Linked DNA regions of Mus musculus: all the other regions are linked to region 1. A link is a contact called in public ChIA-PET data. All regions are on one chromosome and are shown on one strand. The core of a region is the stretch at or near the end of the contact, and the rest is flanking DNA. Distances in the headings are between cores, read along the strand shown.

Region 1 (2,793 bases), core at 279-2,778:
TTTTTCTCTTTTCTTCTTCTTCTTCTTCTTCTTCTTCTTCTTCTTCTTCTTCTTCTTCTTCTTCTTCTTCTTCTTCTTCTTCTTCTTCTTCTTCTTCTTCTTCTTTGGTTGGTTGGTTGGTTGGTGTATAGTCCTGCCTGTCCTCTGTAGACCAGGCTGGCCTAGAACTCATTCATTTTAGATTTGGAATATCTTCATCTTACCATAAGACACTATCAGAGTGCTGCTTGTAATTCAGAGTCAAGCACTAGTCTAGTTTGGTAGTACACACCTTTACTCCCAGCACTCGGGAGGCAGAGGCAGGTGGATCTCTGGGTTTGAGCTCAGCCTAGCATACAGAGTGAGTTCTAGGACAGCCAGTGTGACACAGGAAAATCCTATCTCAAAAAAAAACTAAAGGGGCTGGGCATGGTGGCTCACACCTTTTACCCCAGCACTCGGGAGGCAGAGGCAGGTGGATCTCTGAGTTCGAGGCCAGCCTGGTCTAGAGTGAGTTCCAGGACACCCAGGGCTACACAGAGAAACCCTGTCTTGTAAAATAAAACAAAACAAACAAACAAAAAAAAACCCTAAAGGAAAAAAAGAATAATTTATTACATCAAAGATGTAAGATTTGAGGCTGGAGAAATGGCTCAGTGGTTAAGAGCATTTGCAATTCTTCCAGAGGACCAGGATTTGCTTCCTAGCACCACATGGTGGCTTGCAACCATCTGTAACTCCAGTTTCTGGATATCAGATGCCCTCTTCTGGCCTCTGGAGGCAACAGAAACATGTGCATGCACATTCATATATACATACAGGCAAAACACTCATACACAGAAAATAAAGTTTTAAAAAAAGAAAAAAAACTGTTTAAAAAGGAATGAAGATTTCTATCTCTGTAAGAAGTCAATCTCCCATTTACATCAGTCCTGCCCTTCCCTTAGACACATGGCACCACACTGACACAAGCAGCTTACTCTGAGATTCAGTTAATCAGCATCATCTTCATTTTTAGGAGAGTGTTAAAATTTCTTTTCCTGATTGTGATGAAATGACAAAAGCAACTTAAAGTATAAAAGAGAAGGCTTATTGGAGCTCACAGTTCACACAGACAGTCCTGCTCTGTGGGGACTCAAAATAGCAGGAGCCTGAAGTAGCTGCTTATATTCCATCCACAGCCAGGGAACAGAGAGACAGAAAGAATGCTTGCAAATATTCAGCTAACTTTCTCCACTTTGTGTAGTATATGATCCTCTGGCTAGGGAATGGTCCCACCCATAATGAACAAGTTTGTTTCCATATCAACTAACTTGGTCAAGATAATCCCCCACAGGCATACCCTCAGGTGAGTCTAGATTGGGTCAGGCTGACAAGCAACACTAACCAGCACATACAGAAAGGTTAAAGTCCCTTGAAGTGTGGTTGTGTAGCTGCTAGTTCCTTAAGAAAGACTAGTGAGTTAGTTTTGGGGCACAATGTAGACAGGAGCACACTATGCTAAACAAACATCCTGTCTGAGCAAAGTGTCAGACGGTCTTACTCTTTCATTCCTTTTTTTTTTCTTTCCTGTCAAGAGATTTTACTCAAAAGTCAAACACACAGCTTCTACTTCCTGCTGCTTTCCCTACACGTGAATGCTTATGAACGTAAATTATCAACAACAGCAGCAAAAGCCATTTTTATCTGTCTAGTATTGGCAGAAAGAAGTTACCCAACCTCATTCCATCTGGCCACATCAAGCTATTAGGAAGAAACGGTGACATGTGTACAAGAACAACCACAGAACTGAATTGCCCTTTCTAAGAAATGAGCAGACCAGAATGTTCCTTGTCGTTCAAGGTCAAACTCTAAAAGAACGTTATTAAGCCCAATGGTACACTGACCGTTCCACATACCTTGTCATCCCTGCCCTGGGAAGCTGAAGGGATAACTAGTGGAAGGGTTACTCTGGGCTGCATGAGACTATGAGTACACACTATGAGTGTGTGTGTGTGTGTGTGTGTGTGTGTGTGTGTGTGTGTGTGTGTGTATGAGAGATGAGAGAGAGAGAGAGAGAGAGAGAGAGAGAGAGAGAGAGAGAATAGTTAACTTTTAAGCTCCTTTCAGCTAGGAAGGTAGAGCATGGCTGTAACCTTAGCACTTGGGAGACTGAAGCAGGAAGAATGCCAATTCCAGGTCAGCCTGGACTGTACAGTGTCTCAAAAATAGCTGAGGGCTGGGCTCAGTTGGGAAAGTACTTGCCTAGCATGCACAAAGCCCTGGGTTAGACTACAGCTGTGCATCAATTGGGTATGATAAGGCACAGCCAGCACTGGGGAGATGGAGGCAGGAGGATCAGAAGTTCAAATCCATCCCCACTGAGGAATCTTCCTCAGTGGCTCTTCCACCTTATTCTTTGAGGCAATGTCTCCCAATCACATCCCCAGCTCACTGACATGGCTACTCATACTCTCAAGCTGTTCAGGGGATCTCCTTAGCGCTCCACCTCAGACGCTGGAACTACAAGCCCACAGCTACACTCACCCAGCATTCAGCATTTTGTGGGTACTGGGAATCCTGGATCTGGCCCTGTTGTTTGCCTAGCATGCACTTTAACCACCCAACCATTTCACCTGAAAGTATTTAAACCTGAATGAAAATAAAAATGCAACACAAGGAGCTGGAGAGATGGCTGAGCAGTTAAGAGCACTGACTGCTCTTCCAGAGGTCCTGAGTTCAAATCCCAGCAACCACATGGTGGCTCACAACCATCTGTAATGGGATCTGATGCCCTCTTCTGGGGTGTCTGGAGACAGCTACAGTGTACTCACA
Region 2 (2,819 bases), core at 77-2,576, 180 kb before region 1:
AATATGGTCACTTTTCAGCACCATGCTAAGTGTTTTCTGACCATTTTCATCTATCCTTTGTGGCCAGGTAAACAGTACGTCTGTTCATTTACAGATATGGAAACTAAGCAACAGAGTCGCTTTGATCCTGAGTACAGGATCTTGCAAATCCTTGTTTCCCTTGAGGGGCAAATCAATAGGAAACATGAGTGACCAACTCCTGAATGTTACCATGACCAGCCTGGGTTCAAGACCTCTGCACTGAGAGACCAGCTTGTTTGGATTTGCAGAGAAAGTTGGTATCTATCCTAGAGCCTTTGGAACAACAGCATAATTGGAAATGTATGTGGAGGTCATAATGAAATGATTCAGTCAAGTGACACTTGGTGCTGTGTGACAAAAGAGAAGACCTAGGCTGGCACTGTCCAATACAAACTCAACAGAGACCATATCTGTAATTTCACTCCTGCTACATTCTTTAGATTCAGTCTTGTGTAGCCCAGGCTAACCTCAACGTTGCTATGCAGTTGATGGTGACCTCAAGTTTGTGGTCCTTCTTCTTTACCTCCCAGGTGATGGGCCTACATAGCATGTAACACCACCCAGAAAAGCACCAACACGGTTACTGTGGCCAGCAGTCACATGTTTAAAAGTGCAAAGAAAGCCAGGCTGGGGGTACCAGTCTGTAACACTGACTATTTGGGAGGCAGAAGCAGGAGGTCACCAGTTCAAGGGCGGTCTAAGTAACTTAGTTAGACATTAAGAAAAAAAGGGGGGACTTAGCTCAGTGGTACAGGGCTTGCCTAGCATTTGGGATTGAGGCCCTGGGTTTGCTCTTGAGCAGTGAAGAAAGAATACTGGACACCTCATCTTAAACTGCCCATGTTTCAAGTACTCAGGAGTTCATGGCTACTGTGTTGGACAGGTCCTGCTACTATCCAAATACCTGCAATAGAAAGGATGTGGCCAAGGGTCAGAGGCTGAGCCACAAAGAGAAATCTGTGGACTGAGGGGACCATTGAGATGGCTCAGTAGGTAAGAGCACTTGTCATAACAAGCCCTGGTTCAATCCCCAGAACCCACGGTGGAGGGAGAGAACTGACTCCCTCCTACCCACACAAGCGTGCCTCTGACACGTGTGCCCCTGTGCTCATACACAAGCAATATAGTAAAAACGCTTTGGAAATAAAGAGACCATGAACTGGGAGTGTGGCTCAATGGCTTGCCTAGCATATATGGGGTCCTGAGTTTAAAAGCCAGCTGTACAAAACAAAGGAAAAGAACCTGGGAGGCTCCTTGGGAAGGCAGTGACAGCTAAGGCCCGGCAGGGGGCAGAAGAGAGCCTCTCTGCAGCCAGGGACAGAAGAAGTAGAGCGGAAGGTCCCTCTGTTAGGTGCTTTCCCAGACCCTGCTATGGCTGCCGCCTGGGGCTTTCCCTCTGTAGATCAGACTGGCCTCAAACTCAGAGATCTGCCAACCTCTGCCTCCCAAGAGCTGGAATCAAAGGTGTGTGCCACCACCTCCTTTGGCTTTATTTTATTTCTTTTAGTGTGGTAAGATACCTCCTTGCCTTTTAAGTCCCAGTTAATGACTAGAGGTGTCTGCAAAGCTCATGTGTCTAGAAAGAACACGGGGTGATTTTTAAAACAGATCACAAGGCCCAGAGCAAAGTTAAGATGTTTAAAGACCTTAAGATATGCAGGTAGCGTGTATATATGTCACTATTAAACCGTTTTACCAACAAAGTTTGGGGTTTCAAATTTCCTATGTTTAGGGTTTTTTTCTTTGATTTTTGAGGCAAAATAGCCTTCAGTTCTACATATAGTTAATGACCAAGGACTTCTGATCTTCCTGCCTATGCCTCCCAAGTGCTAGGATTACAGCTCTTTTTATTTTATTTTTTAAAAGATTTTAAAATTTATTTTTATTATATGTAAGTACACTGTAGCTGTCTTCAGACACCCCAGAAGAGGGCATCAGATCTCATTACAGATGGTTGTAAGCCACCATGTGGTTGCTGGGATTTGAACTTTGGACCTTCAGAAGAGCAGTCAGGTGCTCTTACCCACTGAGCCATCTCACCAGCCCCTGAGCTCTTTTTAAAAAATGAAATTGGGGCTGGAGAGATGACTTAGTGGTAAAGAGCAGTGACTGCTCTTCCAGAGATCCTGAGTTCAATTCCTGGCAACTGCATGGTGGCTCACAACCATCTGTAATGGGATCTGATGCCCTCTTTTGGTGTGTCTGAAGACAGCTACAGTGTATGTAAGATACATAAAATAAATAAATAATTTCAAGAAAAAGTAATATAAATAATATAAATAAATAATTTCAAGAAAAAAAAGAAAAAGAAAAAATGTGTACACATACACACACACAAGTAAATTTTTTCTCTGCCTATGTGAATTTAGGGTCCAATTTGTAATACTGGATTGGCCCATGAGAGGATTATGATATACATCATTTAGGAGGGCAGATCCCCAGGGAAAGCCTATGGAAAACTGAGCATGAAATTTGGAGTCAGATCTGGGTTCAGATCCTGGCTTTAACCATTAATTTATTCTCTGAGCCTCAATTTGCTTATCTATAAAACGGGGATATTAAAGCACCCAGCATAGTGCCTGATACATAATATGAGCTTAGTAAATGGAATTCTGGGAATCTGACCCAGGGGCCATTTGAAAAGTGTAGCCAGCTCTCTTTAAGCTCTGACATTTCTTAGCCCTCCTTTTCTCTCTCCCTTCCCCCTCTCTTCAAGTGGCCATGGCCAGCCTCTCTCTCCTTCTACCTTCTCCCCCCCCCCCCCGCCTTTCTACAATAAAACTCTAAAACCATTAAAA
Region 3 (2,805 bases), core at 187-2,686, 190 kb after region 1:
GGAGCTGCTTATCCTTTTTATCCACTCTCCCTTTTTGGGAAGAGTTCTTGGGGTGACTTTAGGTAAGCTCCCTCCACTGAGCCCCGGGTCACAGCTACAATAACTGATCTAGAGTTGCAGACACTTAGCTATTGTCTAGGTTTCATTCAGTTTCCGTTTTTGTTTTTGTTTTCGTTTTTAATTATTTAAAATGAAACATTCTGGAAGTTGGCTCAGTGGGTAAAGGTGCTTTGCTTGCCTTGCCGCTAAGCCCGACACTTGAGTTCAGTCCCTGGAACCTCCTCTTGCAAGTTGTCCTCTGACCTCCGCACATACTCTGTGGCACACACATAAACAAATAAATAAATTCAATGAAAAAAAAGATTTGTAGACTTTAACTTAGATGACATAAAATTCATTTGTAATATTCAGTGAATTGTTAGTTTTTACCAACCCAGTCAGACAGAGGACCCGTTGCTATGAGAGACACCTTTTCTGATCCAGCTCTTAATAAAATCATTTGCTCGCTGAGCAAAGTGGTGGCACACGCCTTTAATCCCAGCACTCGGGAGGCAGAGGCAGGTGGATTTCTGAGTTCGAGGCCAGCCAGGTCTACAGAGTGAGTTCCAGGACAGCCTGGGCTATACAGAGAAACTCTATCTCAAAAAACCAAAAAAAGTATAGATGCCATCCAGAGTTCTCATTTTGCTCGTTAGCCTGGAAACAAGCTTTTGTGTTTTCCCCTCACTACTGTAGAATTTTCTTTCATCTCATGCCTTCTCCTCTGCAGGCCCCTTCTTTTTATTCCTACTGCTCAGAATAATCTTTTAAAATCAAAGTTCAAAGTTTTTTGTTTTTTTTTAAAGACTGGCTCAGGTAGTTTGGCTTGTAGCTAAGGGTGACCTTGGACTCCCAAGCCCTTTTTCCCTACCTCCCAGTGCTGGAATTACAGGTGTTTGACACCACACCCGACATTAAATCAAATTTTATCCCTTCATTCCTGTTTCAAATACGCAAAGAGTTTGCACATTTTCTTTGTCTCCTTCAGCCTGACCTGTTTCTTCCTATGAAACCCCTTTTCTGGTCCCCTCAACCCCAAAGGCTTTCCCTGGGAAGCGGGCTGCCCAGGGAGCCTCCTGTGACACACAGTGCTTGCTGTCTTCGGCTTGCTGGTTTTCTCCCTGGCCTGTACCTGGCACACACTGTCGATTTCCTCAGGCCGCTTGCACACCCAGGGGTTGCGTGTAAGGGTGGTTTAATGGAATCCCCAGTATAGGACTAGCTGACCATATTTGGGAGGTTTCTAGCATAGGGTAATCCTGGCCTGGAGTTCCACTGGGCAGGATGGGTGTGGCAGCTTGAGTTTCTGCTCCTGGAGGAACTGATTCTCAGCGGTTGGGGCAGCCAGTTCCGGCATTGGTCGGTTCCCCTTCTGTATTGCACAGAGCGGGGAAACCACTGAAGTCATGTGCTCTGCAGAACTTGTTCCACTGGTTTCCTCTTCACAGACCCCTAATTCAGATTCCCACCCTGATGCTTTTCTGCATATGTATGCTCTTGGTCCGGGCTTGTTTTAGCCTTGCCACTGTAGCGTTCTGGGATAGGCACGGCTTTGTTTCCCTGGTGGCAGAATGGGTAGGGCCAAGAACTGAAAAATGTTATCAGTAGGACCAGGTAGACAAGTATTATGTAACCACGGAGCTCCGCCTCTAGAAGATTTATTTCTGGGAATTGAGCAGTCTTACATTCTCTCTCTCTCTCTCTCTCTCTCTCTCTCTCTCTCTCTCTCTCTCTCTCCCCTCCCCCCCCTCACACGCACATCCCACACACGAATATATAGCTAACTTACTTATTAACACACACACACACACCCCACACAGATATATAGCTAACTTACTTTTTTTTGTTTTGTTTTGTTTTTGTTTTTAGAGACAGGGTTTCTCTGTGTAGCCCTGGCTGTCCTGGAACTCACTCTGTAGACCAGGCTGGCCTCGAACTCAGAAATCTGCCTGCCTCTGCCTCCCAAATGCTGGGATTAAAGGCGTGCGCCACCACTAATTTATTACCACACACACACACACACACACACACACACACACACACACAAACACAAACACACACCACATGGATATATAGCTAACTAACTTATTACCACACACACACACATATATAGCTAACTGACTTATTACCCCCCCCCAACACACACACGGATATATAGCTAACTAACTACTTCCCTCCTAGCTCTTAGTGTGTATGACCTCCACTCCTCACACCAACTTTAGGAGGTGTTAGGTGTTGCTCCTGTCCGTGTTACAGACGGGAAACGGAAGTCCAGTGGGGTCAGATATCGTGTCATTCTTGCTTACTCTTGCTTCCTTCCCTCTTTGCTCAGGTAGGGTAGGGCATGTTCCTATCTTAGCTGTTGTCACCTCCACTCTTCCCAGGCCTGCTTTCTTTATTGAGTCCTCCATCTTTGTTCTTTTCTTGTAGGCACGCCTACATCTTCCTCACAATGACTGAACACACACAACCCTGGCCCTGGATTTCCCCCCATCCTGGACTGATCCCCACTCCTTCCCCACTTCTTGTACCCCCCTTTCTGTATGTCGTGTCTCTTATCAACTCATACATCTATGGAAGCGACATCTTAGACACTCGCCATGATAGTGTCTGTCCAGGTGGCGGGCCAGCAGCCTTCACCTAAAAGGCAGTCTCAATGAAGACAGCTAGGTTCCGATCACAGGGCCTCAGGAAGGCCAGCTGAGCTAATTTACTCTATCCTCCCCCTTCTCCCCCCTCTCTCTTTTGTTCTCTCCCTCTTCTCCC

Evidence for each region. ChIA-PET counts read pairs in DNA pulled down with a chosen protein or histone mark.
Region 2: a contact with region 1 is called in an RNA polymerase II ChIA-PET map of memory CD8 T cells, with 15 read pairs. The contact joins two enhancer-like sites. A contact is called at or near these places in 1 of 39 promoter capture datasets (embryonic stem cells), 3 of 15 datasets of contacts at CTCF or cohesin (CD8 T cells, the NIH/3T3 cell line and pro-B cells), 10 of 484 Hi-C or Micro-C datasets (the AML12 cell line, the Ba/F3 cell line, the G1E-ER4 cell line and 6 more) and 8 of 115 datasets of contacts at active chromatin or transcription factors (embryonic stem cells, extraembryonic endoderm stem cells, memory CD8 T cells and 2 more).
Region 3: an RNA polymerase II ChIA-PET map of memory CD8 T cells shows a contact between it and region 1, with 32 read pairs. The contact joins two enhancer-like sites. A contact is called at or near these places in 4 of 115 datasets of contacts at active chromatin or transcription factors (bone marrow-derived macrophages, double positive thymocytes, embryonic stem cells and 1 more).

Annotation. Positions count from the first base shown.
Region 1 is chr7:80,972,521-80,975,313 of GRCm38.p6, reverse strand. All of the region lies in intron 2 of Gm32178 (a long non-coding RNA gene), which reads left to right. Among named protein-coding and RNA genes, the nearest start is that of Gm32178, 7.6 kb to the left of the region's middle. Within about 2 kb of position 1,528, at least 12 of the 459 cell types and tissues checked have an H3K27ac peak or open chromatin away from gene starts, as enhancers often do. A contact at or near this core is called in memory CD8 T cells, where this site is marked.
Region 2 is chr7:81,153,713-81,156,531 of GRCm38.p6, reverse strand. All of the region lies in intron 11 of Slc28a1 (solute carrier family 28 (sodium-coupled nucleoside transporter), member 1), which reads right to left. Among named protein-coding and RNA genes, the nearest start is that of Slc28a1, 40 kb to the right of the region's middle. Within about 2 kb of position 1,326, at least 81 of the 459 cell types and tissues checked have an H3K27ac peak or open chromatin away from gene starts, as enhancers often do. A contact at or near this core is called in memory CD8 T cells, where this site is marked.
Region 3 is chr7:80,778,067-80,780,871 of GRCm38.p6, reverse strand. The region is part of intron 2 of Iqgap1 (IQ motif containing GTPase activating protein 1); the gene reads left to right. Among named protein-coding and RNA genes, the nearest start is that of Iqgap1, 24 kb to the left of the region's middle. Within about 2 kb of position 1,436, at least 245 of the 459 cell types and tissues checked have an H3K27ac peak or open chromatin away from gene starts, as enhancers often do. A contact at or near this core is called in memory CD8 T cells, where this site is marked.